2 separate regions of the Mus musculus genome follow, and region 1 is linked to region 2. The links are chromatin contacts, called in public ChIA-PET maps. All regions are on one chromosome and are shown on one strand. The core of a region is the stretch at or near the end of the contact, and the rest is flanking DNA. Distances in the headings are between cores, read along the strand shown. Region 1 holds the start of Crybg3 (beta-gamma crystallin domain containing 3). Region 2 overlaps Gabrr3 (gamma-aminobutyric acid (GABA) receptor, rho 3).

Region 1 (4,144 bases), core at 514-3,013, 140 kb before region 2:
TTCGGCAGGGCGGTGGTGGTGCACGCCTTTAATCCTAGCACTTGGGAGGCAGAGGCAGGCGGATTTCTGAGTTCAAGGCCAGCCTGGTCTACATGAGTCCAGGACAGCCAGGACTATACTGAGAAACCCTGTCTCGAAAAAAAACCCCAAAAACAACAAACAAACAAAAAACCCATGAACTTCGTCAGCTTTATGGAAAGAATGCTCCTGCCTCAGCCACTTACCAAATGTCTGGATGAAAACTGAATTTGAAATGAAGCGAAGTTGAGTGCATAAAATTAGTATCTCTGAGATGTTTCCAACTGAAATTTGAAAGTGCTTTCACAGATTTCATAACAAAATCCTAGAATCTAGGATTCAAGAACCTGCTATTGTATGTCAAGACTCTAGGGTACAGGAAATCTAAAAATCTAAGTATTGGAAAAGCAAACATTCAATACCAAGAACTTTCCATGCCGTGAGCCTAATACTTCTGCATATACCTAGGAGACCAGTTGTAAAGAAACATTAATACGTGGACTACTATAACATTTTCCTATCAGCTAATTGAGAGAAATAGTATTATTGAAAATCAGAATTTGCCTCATAATCTTATTGACGCCCAGACACTTTTATCCCCAGACAGACTCCTTGCCTGGACCCTCTGTGCCAACACTGAGGTGTAGGACCACTTTTTGTCACAGGGCAACAGGGGGAGGCAACTGCTAGTCAGCTAACATTGCGTTGGGGAGGCACATTATTCTCCAGGCCCTGTAGCTGCATGGAAGAATTTGCTTGTCCATCTGTATCTGATCCTAATTTTTTTCTTACTCTCATACTCCTAGTTTCAGATCCAGTTGACAGATTAAAATGCCTCAAAGGGGTAGCTGTGGGTCCGCGGGAAGGCTCCTTAACCGGCACTATGATTCCTTGGGGCCGACAGGTAGACGTTCAACCTCCTCACTTCTCCAGCCAGCCACAGACAGCTATCACCCTATTTTCATGTGATTTGCCCACATAACATTTTTAGTTACTAAATGTCCCACTGTTATCTTGAACTTCATACCTCTGGAGTTTGACTTCAGACAAACTATAACAATACACCTGGGGCGAATATGGCTCTGTGTGCTTTCTCTGTTAGCAGCTCCGCTGTATAAAGTCATTTTTATCATAACCAGATATTCGTTTTAAACTAATGTTAAGGGCCTTTGGCGTTCCAGAATACAGGAGTATCTGCGCAACAACCAAATATTTGTTTCAGCATTTTTCTAGTTTGAGTCATACCTGAATCAGATTTGGTTTTGTGATCAGGGACGGTTTTTTTGAAAAAGGATTCTGGGAGTGGCCCACAGGTGAAGGGTGAGCGCTAAAACACACCTGGGTTGGTGGCTCCTCATCTGAGCCAGCTGAAGCAGAAACAAGGTGCTGACAGCAGGACAGATGGGACCTACCCTTGCAGGCTGAAACTGTCTTTAGAAAGGCTGTGCTCAGGTTCCAGGCTGCAGGGCACGCGGGTGCTGCTTCTTGCCAGGTGTTTCCCCAGACTTTAATTGATTACCCTGTTTTAAAACAGCCCTAACTCGGGAAAGGGAAGCAAAGCATTTACAGTTGACTGTTGGCCAAGCCAAGTGGGCTGCGGGCTGGGCTGGTTTGGGCGGGAAGCCGGAGCCTAGCATCCCCAGGCTGCTCCTCCCGGATCTGCACGCTGTGGCCGACAGGGCGGTCGCGGCCACTGGCTCCTCCCGGGGGCGGGCAGCTCCGGGCGCGGGCGGGAGGAGGAGCCGCACGGGGAGCGCTCGTGCCGGCCGGGCTGGAGGAGCCGCGCCGGCGGCCCGGGCCGACTCTCGCTGCGCTCAGCGAGCCAGGGCTGCGGCCACCCTCGCTCCGGCCAGCGGCTCGTCGGGGCCCGCGGACGGCGCGGCCGAGCCGGTGGGGAGATGTCCGGCGGCCGCAGGAGGGGCAGCGCCCCCTGGCACAGCTTCTCTCGGTTCTTCGCTCCGCGGAACCCTTCTCGGGACAAGGAAGAGGAAGAGGAGGAGAAGCCGGGGACCGGCCAGCCGGCGGGAGTGAGCCGGAGTGCAGCCAGGTGGGAGCCGCGGGGGCGCCGTGCGCGCCTTCCTCCGCCGCTCGGGTTTCCTCCGGTCCCGCCCTGGGTGGCTTAGATCTGGGGAAGTTCTTGCTCCCGGCCGGTGGCTTTTCCCGCCGCCATCGGGGGCTCCCGGCTCTGTCCCCTCCACTCCGGGAGGCTCTGAAGCTGCCGAGGGAATCTCGCGCCCCTCCGCGTCGTGCTTTGCCATCTTAAGGTTTTCTCGAAGTGATTCCTAAAAGAGTTGCAATCAGAGCTTTCTGAGACGACATCCAGAATCTGAAGTCTTCGCCAGATTTGTTTACAGTTTAAATGTTGCCGCCCTTCCTCCTTTCTCTCTGTCTCTCTCACTGGGGACATCTGACGGAAGCGCTCCGATTTGGGGAACCAGGGCCGGAGCTGAGAGCTGGCTCAGTTTAATGATTAGTATGTGCACTCTTGCACTCTTTCCATAATCATTTTTCCTCTACTCCTGCTGCTTTAAAGATTGACATTTTAAAAATTCGTCTCATTAAAATGCCCGTTTTTAAATTTCCTTATCAACCCTAAAGGAGAGGTGGTTTCGCTTCTTTCTCCTTTTTTTTTTTTTTTTTTTTTGAGAAGTGAAGCCAACTTCACTTGCACCAGAAGAACCTGTAACCCATGTCCTTGGAAGGTTGCCCTCTAGAGAGCTATATTTACCTCAGACTAAAGACTTGCTGATGGACTTCAAAGAAAAATGGATCGGAAACAACTGACGCTTCTAGTTCCATTACTATTTAGGGTTTGTGATTTGTTGTTAGCCCTTCGTTCTCCTTGCTTTTCCTAATTGTGAATCATTTCCAGTGTAATCACCTGTTAGCATAATACGTCTTTCCAAGAAATGACCAATTATAATTGACTGGTTATTCTACTAGGAAGTTTCAGATACTTTTGGCCTGGTTGTTGATGCTTTTAACATTCGAAGTTTCCCCGTCCTTAATGGTAGTTCTGAAATCTGGGAGGTCTCACCTGTCGTGGCTCTAATGTGGCTCTAACGTTGTCCCTAACAGTCCCCTGTGATCTGAAAGCAGTAGACTCAGCGCCCTTTGGAAACTTGAGAGTGGTGGAATGGAGTAAGCAGGCCAGCTCCTATCAGCATTGTCCTGAAATCCTGCCTGTTCCCCTGGCCTATTTGCCCTTTTAAGGCAGGCACTCCTCCATTCTGAACTCTTTCTGCACCGGGCTGACTAATCCAGCAGCTAGATAGATCCTTTTCACCTACCCCTTTCTGTCTCTCCTCACCACTGATAGGCCCTGGCTATGGCTTTTCACGATGCGGTTTTAATTATGCTTACGCGAGCACTAATTTTGTTCTCATCTGTTTTAGAACTGGCCAGATGTTAAGGGGATTGCAGATAATCCCTCGTGTGTGTGTGTGTGTGTGTGTGTGTGTGTGTGTGTTTAGCTGTTTTATAGGAGCTTAAATCTTTCTTTTTCACAGATAGAAATAAACACAAAGCCCTTATTGAAAGCGCAAGGCAACAAATGGAACCACTCAGTAGGTCCCATCCTCCCAGTAATAGAACAATGTTGGTGGTGACAAGATTGGAAACAGACTTGGGATTTGTGCCCGTGATCCTGTTTCAAGCTGAAAGGACACACTTTGGTTGTTTCTTTTGTGGCAGTAAAACCTTTTAATGAGAGCCGGGTTGATCTTTTGCAGTCATGGTGTGACTTTGCTTGCAATAGTGGGTAGCCAAGAAAAGGTCTCCCACATAAAAAACAGTAATTACAACCTGGAACATGTCTAGTGGTCCAAAATTTAGGAATTGATTTGGCACAACTTTCCACAAGCTCGAATGATCACAATCTGTATTTTACTGTAAAAATAAAAACAAAAGCATTTTTAAAGAGAGCTGTTCAAAGTGACATTGCTACCTTTTACCTGTGCTGCAAACTGACCCTGACGTCCCTCGAGTGTGTGTGTGTGTGTGTATGTGTATGTATGTGTATGTATGTGTGTATGTGTGCATGTGTGTATGTATCAGTGTATGTGTGTGTATATATGTATGTGTGTATATGGGTGTATGTATGTACACTTATGTGTGTATATATGTG
Region 2 (4,680 bases), core at 480-2,979:
GGCTTGAACAGCATCAATATGGTACATTCCAGATATCTGTCAAGAAGAGTTTTCTTTAGTAAGGCACAAAGACAATTTCATAAAGAGGAACTATAGAAAAATGTAAGTCAGATATTAAACAGTTTCCATAAATGTTTAGCTTGTCTTTCTTGTTATAAAGAATTCTGGTTTTGCTTCTGGCACCTGACTTAAAAATAATTTAAATAAGAAGCAGAAAACATTGTCTTAGGGAGCCTGATTTATAAGGTGGTTTATATTTAATTCCATGAGTTATTTAGGCATCATACAATTAAATGTTAAACGAATATAATATCAATAATTTCTAATCTAGTCCTGAACTGATAAACAGTAGTCCCAGATTCTTGCGCTCCTCTTTGTTCTGAGTAACCTGAAGAGCTTACCATGGCCTTAGGAGCCATGAGTGAGTACGAATTATCAGATCATCAACATAGGCTTCTTGGATTTGCTTTCCAACTTATTTTTTCTCTGTAGAGAGAACATGATGATGCGCAGACCTATGTCTTTTGTTTTAGTTTTTGGTCTCAAACCAGAGTAAGAGTCACTTTCTACTTCCACTTGACTTGGGGAAGAAAGGGTTTTATTTGTTCCTTTTTTTTTTTTTTTTCAATGTTTAGCGGGAATCCCCTTTTTATTTTGTATGTGTAAATATGGACATGTGAGTGGGTGCCTGTAGAGGCCAGAAGAGGGTGTTGTATCCTCTAGAACTTGAGTCACAGGCCGTTGTGAGCTGCCCTACATAGGTGCTGGGAGATGAACTCTGGTCCTCTGCAAGAGCAGTAAGCATTCCTAAATATGGGGGTCATCTGCAGCACCCCCCTTTTCCTGATAGAGTCTGTCCAGCCCAAGCTGGCCTTGAACCCCTGATCCTCCCGCCTCCACCCCTTGAAGGTTTACCTTACAGATGTGCCTGGCCATGTGTGGATTCTGAGCTGCTAGTTATGTATGCTAGGCAAACACACAACCAACTGGGCTCCAGCCTTAGCCCCCAGCATGCCATTTCAGAACGTGCCCAAGAGTGGGGAGCGCCTCCTTCCAGAGGTCATCTTCTCCTCCCCTGCTCGCACACCAACTTACAGTGATGCTGACAGTAAATCGTTTTTCTCGTTATATTCACTTGGTTGTGGGTCAGAGGATTAGGACTAAACTCAGGTCTCCAGGCTTGGTGGCAAGCGCCTTTACCCACTGAGCCATCTTGTCCACCCAGGATTATAGCATTCTTTAGCAAGACAAACAAATCAAACTAGGCTGGCCTTCCCAAAAAGACCCCAGGAAAACAGAGATCTGAAACGCAAGAGGTCTTAGACAGATGTGTGCAGGGGCTGAGAGTGTTGAAGGATACAGCCTTTGAAAGACAGAGGACGTTTCTCCTGGGTTCACAGGACACTATGTCCTGGCTGTCCACTGATGTCACACTTTACAAGGAAGACCTCCACCAGGCTCCCCAGGGCCCTCTGACTGTTGAAGTTTATGCTTGGCAGTATGTCCCATTTCCAGAGACTTTAGGATGGGGGTGGGGCCCTCCAGGATCCCACGGGCACCAAATCCAGACTCCAAAGAAAAGCTGTTGTAAGAGATGGAAGTGGTACTCGCAGGAGCCCAGCGACCATTTATATACAGAGTAAGAGACCTCAGCCCTCTAGGTAATGCGACAGAATGGGTAAGTACTGGCCCCCATGCAAGCTGGTGTGGTATAGCACAGTATGCATGACAATACCAGCTGGGTAGCCAGATGCCCGTAGTGACAATGCCAAACCCATACACAGCTGTGTAAACACAGGGCAGGGACCTGCATGGAGTGTCTGGTAGGCCCAGAAATGGGGTGTTGAAGTCTCCCCTTCTCTGCCCATAGCCTCATTACAGGGAATAGCTGCCTATATTAGGCTGGGCCAGGTCCCTGCCCCACCCACAGGCCTAACCACAGGGCTAACCACTTTGCAAAAACAGGAAGTCTCCCCAGTTTATCCTCTCAACATCTGGGGGCCACAGGCAGAAGGGATCTGAGCTGCCTGGTCTCTGAGATGGTGCCCCTGCCTGCGTTGACACAGTCCATGGTGGGGGGGTGGGGGGTGGCATGGCTGCCCTCAGGCCTATGGCTGTCTCTCTAGAACCAGGAAACTCTCACTCCAATAACAGTATCTGTTACCCTTGTTGAGCTGCTGTGTGCCCCAGGGTCCTGAACACTCCGTGACCCTTTCCAATCGGGAGGAAAGAGCCAAGCTGAGCTACAGATCTGGTAGAACATCCCTGTCTTTCATCATAAGCCATGTTACCCTGTGCCAGCCCCGGGCCCACCTCTGCACGCTCAAGCAGCCCCTTCTTTGTGTGTGTCTGTGTGCATGTGTGTGCGTGTGTACGCACGTGTGTGCACGTGCGCGCTCTTCTGCATGCATGTGCATGTGTCTGACTTTTTCGTGTAGCCTCAAACTGACCATGTAGCAAAGAACAACTTTGAAGCTCTGATCTGCCTTCCTCCACCTCCCTAGCACCTCGATGACCCTGGGATGACCTGGTTTAGGCAGTGCTTCCTGCACACTAGGCAAACACTCTCCCACCTGAGCCCCAGCCCCCAGCTGGCTTTGGGAATTCACCACCCTGCCCTGCCAATCACAAGGTCCAGACGTCTGAGATCTACAGTGCTCTCTGATATGATTGGACCAGGAAGTCCCCAGGGCCACGTGGTCGAGTTTCTTCCTCCGGCCTCCATGATGAAACGGACGCTTTCTCACTCCTTTTAGACCCTTATTCATGCGGGGACAGGAGTATGGGATTATTGGAGCAGCATCCAGGCAGTCTGTTTAGCCATCCCCACACTGTGGCTCTTGGGATGTGTGGTGGATCTCATGCAGCCCGGGTTTGTCTGGCGGCCCCCTTGGCTACTCTGACCAGCTGTGTGGTGGCCTGAGGGTTGCCCTCCCGTGCAGGTTGGTAGCAAATCGCAACGGCCTCCCTCACACCACCTGCAGGCTCCGCTCGTGCCCATCCAGCTGCACCTTGAGCTTGTGCAGCTCTTCGATCTCACGGTTGTGGCGCTCCGTCTTGTGCCGCACCAGGGAACGGTAGAAGTGGATGGTGAAGACCACGAAGATGAGACCCACAGGTACCATGATGATGGTGGACACCAGAGCGGCCTGCCAGCCCGTGTGGCTGTGGGAGCCTGGCTGATCCTTGGCATCCACTGGGAGGAACTTGATCCAGCAGAGCAGGACCACCTCAGCCAGGAAAAGCAGGATGCCCAGAACGGTGGAGAAGCCCCAGGCCAGCTCGATGTACGGGTGCATGCGCTCGTGCGGCGACTCGCTGATGGAGTTGAGGTAGTGGATGTTGCTCACGGCTTCCACGTTGGGCAGGATGCAAGTGCTGATGAGCAGAGCAAACAGATGCACGGCTACCAGCACCGTGGTGCAGGCGCTGAAGGCAATGAGCAGGGGCTGAGGGTACTGGTACTTGGTCTCCAGCTGCACCTCCACCATGGCCACCATGGCGAAGCCAGACAGGAGGGCCGAGGTCCGGCTGGAGGCTTTCAGCTTGGCCCTGCTCAGGTAGAGCTTCCTCCAGGACAGTGCCTGCACCGAATGGTGGTTAGACGTGACGAGTTCCAGGTAGCTGCGCCGGACCCAGTCTCGGTAATCCATGCCCTTGTGGCCGGGTTCAGGGCAGGCAGGGGCAGAGGGATCCATGGGCACATTGAGCTCTGCACTCATGGTGGGGACCAGGCCTGACTGTCCAGCCCTCAGCGCGCTTGGCTCCAGCTCACGGCTCCGGCTCGTGGCTAGCGTCTGTGTCGCGGCCGGGTGGCCCGGCGGCCGGGCCTATTTGTTCTTTTAAAGCAAAACTAAACAAGTCTTCCTATTGTTGCCAACAACAATCAACCCCCTCAAAAAACAAGAAAACAAACAAACAAACAAACAAACAAACAAACAAACTGCTTCTAATGATGCTAACAAAGCCAGATTAACTACAAAGAAACTGGCTTATTTTTCTGAAGAGGTAAATTATTAATGATTTTTACAGCAAGGATGACTGATTGAATCTATACTGATTTTTTTTTTCTGAGTTTTACAATGGGAGATAGTGGCTCTCACTAGCATCAAGTAGTGTCTAGGAGGCAGCTGTTAGTAATTGCTTTTGGAGAAAAATAAAATCCTTCTTGATCTTTAGGGAAGTTGGAAAATGAACAAAACTGGAGAGACTTTTCTAGATGAAATTATTCAGAATTTAAATAGGAAGCTGCAGAGTAAAATCTATTCAAAATGCCTATTTTGTTCATAGCAATTTAAAACTATCTTATTTTACCGAATCAAGAAGACATGACGACTACTCTGTGCAGTCAGTTAATGAATCGGTGGGGACTCACACTTTGGAATTAATATCTCCCTTCTATGTTTTATAGAATAGGAAAACTCTGTAATAAGTTGAATATACATAAAATAAATATGCAAGAACGTAAGACTGGTTAGCCTCAGATAGCCAATAATATTCAACCACAAATTCAAGTATTTAAAAGCTATAGTATCATCAGTGGGCTCTATCCTACCCAGAATACTATTGGGCCATGTCATCTGCTGCACTTTTTTTTATCTGAATATATGCTATCAGCATGCTTAAGAAGACTACTCTCTACAGAACAGGAATGCTATTATCTTTCTCCATGTTGACAAT

What was found. ChIA-PET counts read pairs in DNA pulled down with a chosen protein or histone mark.
Region 1: an RNA polymerase II ChIA-PET map of effector CD8 T cells shows a contact between it and region 2, with 13 read pairs. The contact joins the promoter of Crybg3 here to the enhancer-like site in region 2. A contact is called at or near these places in 11 of 39 promoter capture datasets (embryonic stem cells, frontonasal cranial neural crest, hematopoietic stem and progenitor cells and 6 more), 4 of 15 datasets of contacts at CTCF or cohesin (CD8 T cells, embryonic stem cells, large pre-B cells and 1 more), 8 of 484 Hi-C or Micro-C datasets (CD4 T cells, bone marrow-derived macrophages, cochlea and 3 more), 9 of 115 datasets of contacts at active chromatin or transcription factors (CD8 T cells, bone marrow-derived macrophages, effector CD8 T cells and 5 more) and 3 of 9 other capture datasets (adipose tissue, liver and pancreatic islet).

Annotation. Positions count from the first base shown.
Region 1 is chr16:59,598,666-59,602,809 of GRCm38.p6, reverse strand. Crybg3 (beta-gamma crystallin domain containing 3) reads left to right here and starts at 1,763. Exons shown (of 22, transcript NM_174848.4): 1 at 1,763-2,065. The coding sequence starts at 1,917.
Region 2 is chr16:59,456,735-59,461,414 of GRCm38.p6, reverse strand. It overlaps Gabrr3 (gamma-aminobutyric acid (GABA) receptor, rho 3), which reads right to left. Exons shown (of 9, transcript NM_001081190.1): 9 at 1-36. It also overlaps the pseudogene Orai2-ps. Among named protein-coding and RNA genes, the nearest start is that of 1700022E09Rik, 10 kb to the left of the region's middle. Within about 2 kb of position 1,729, at least 43 of the 459 cell types and tissues checked have an H3K27ac peak or open chromatin away from gene starts, as enhancers often do. A contact at or near this core is called in CD8 T cells, effector CD8 T cells and pro-B cells, where this site is marked.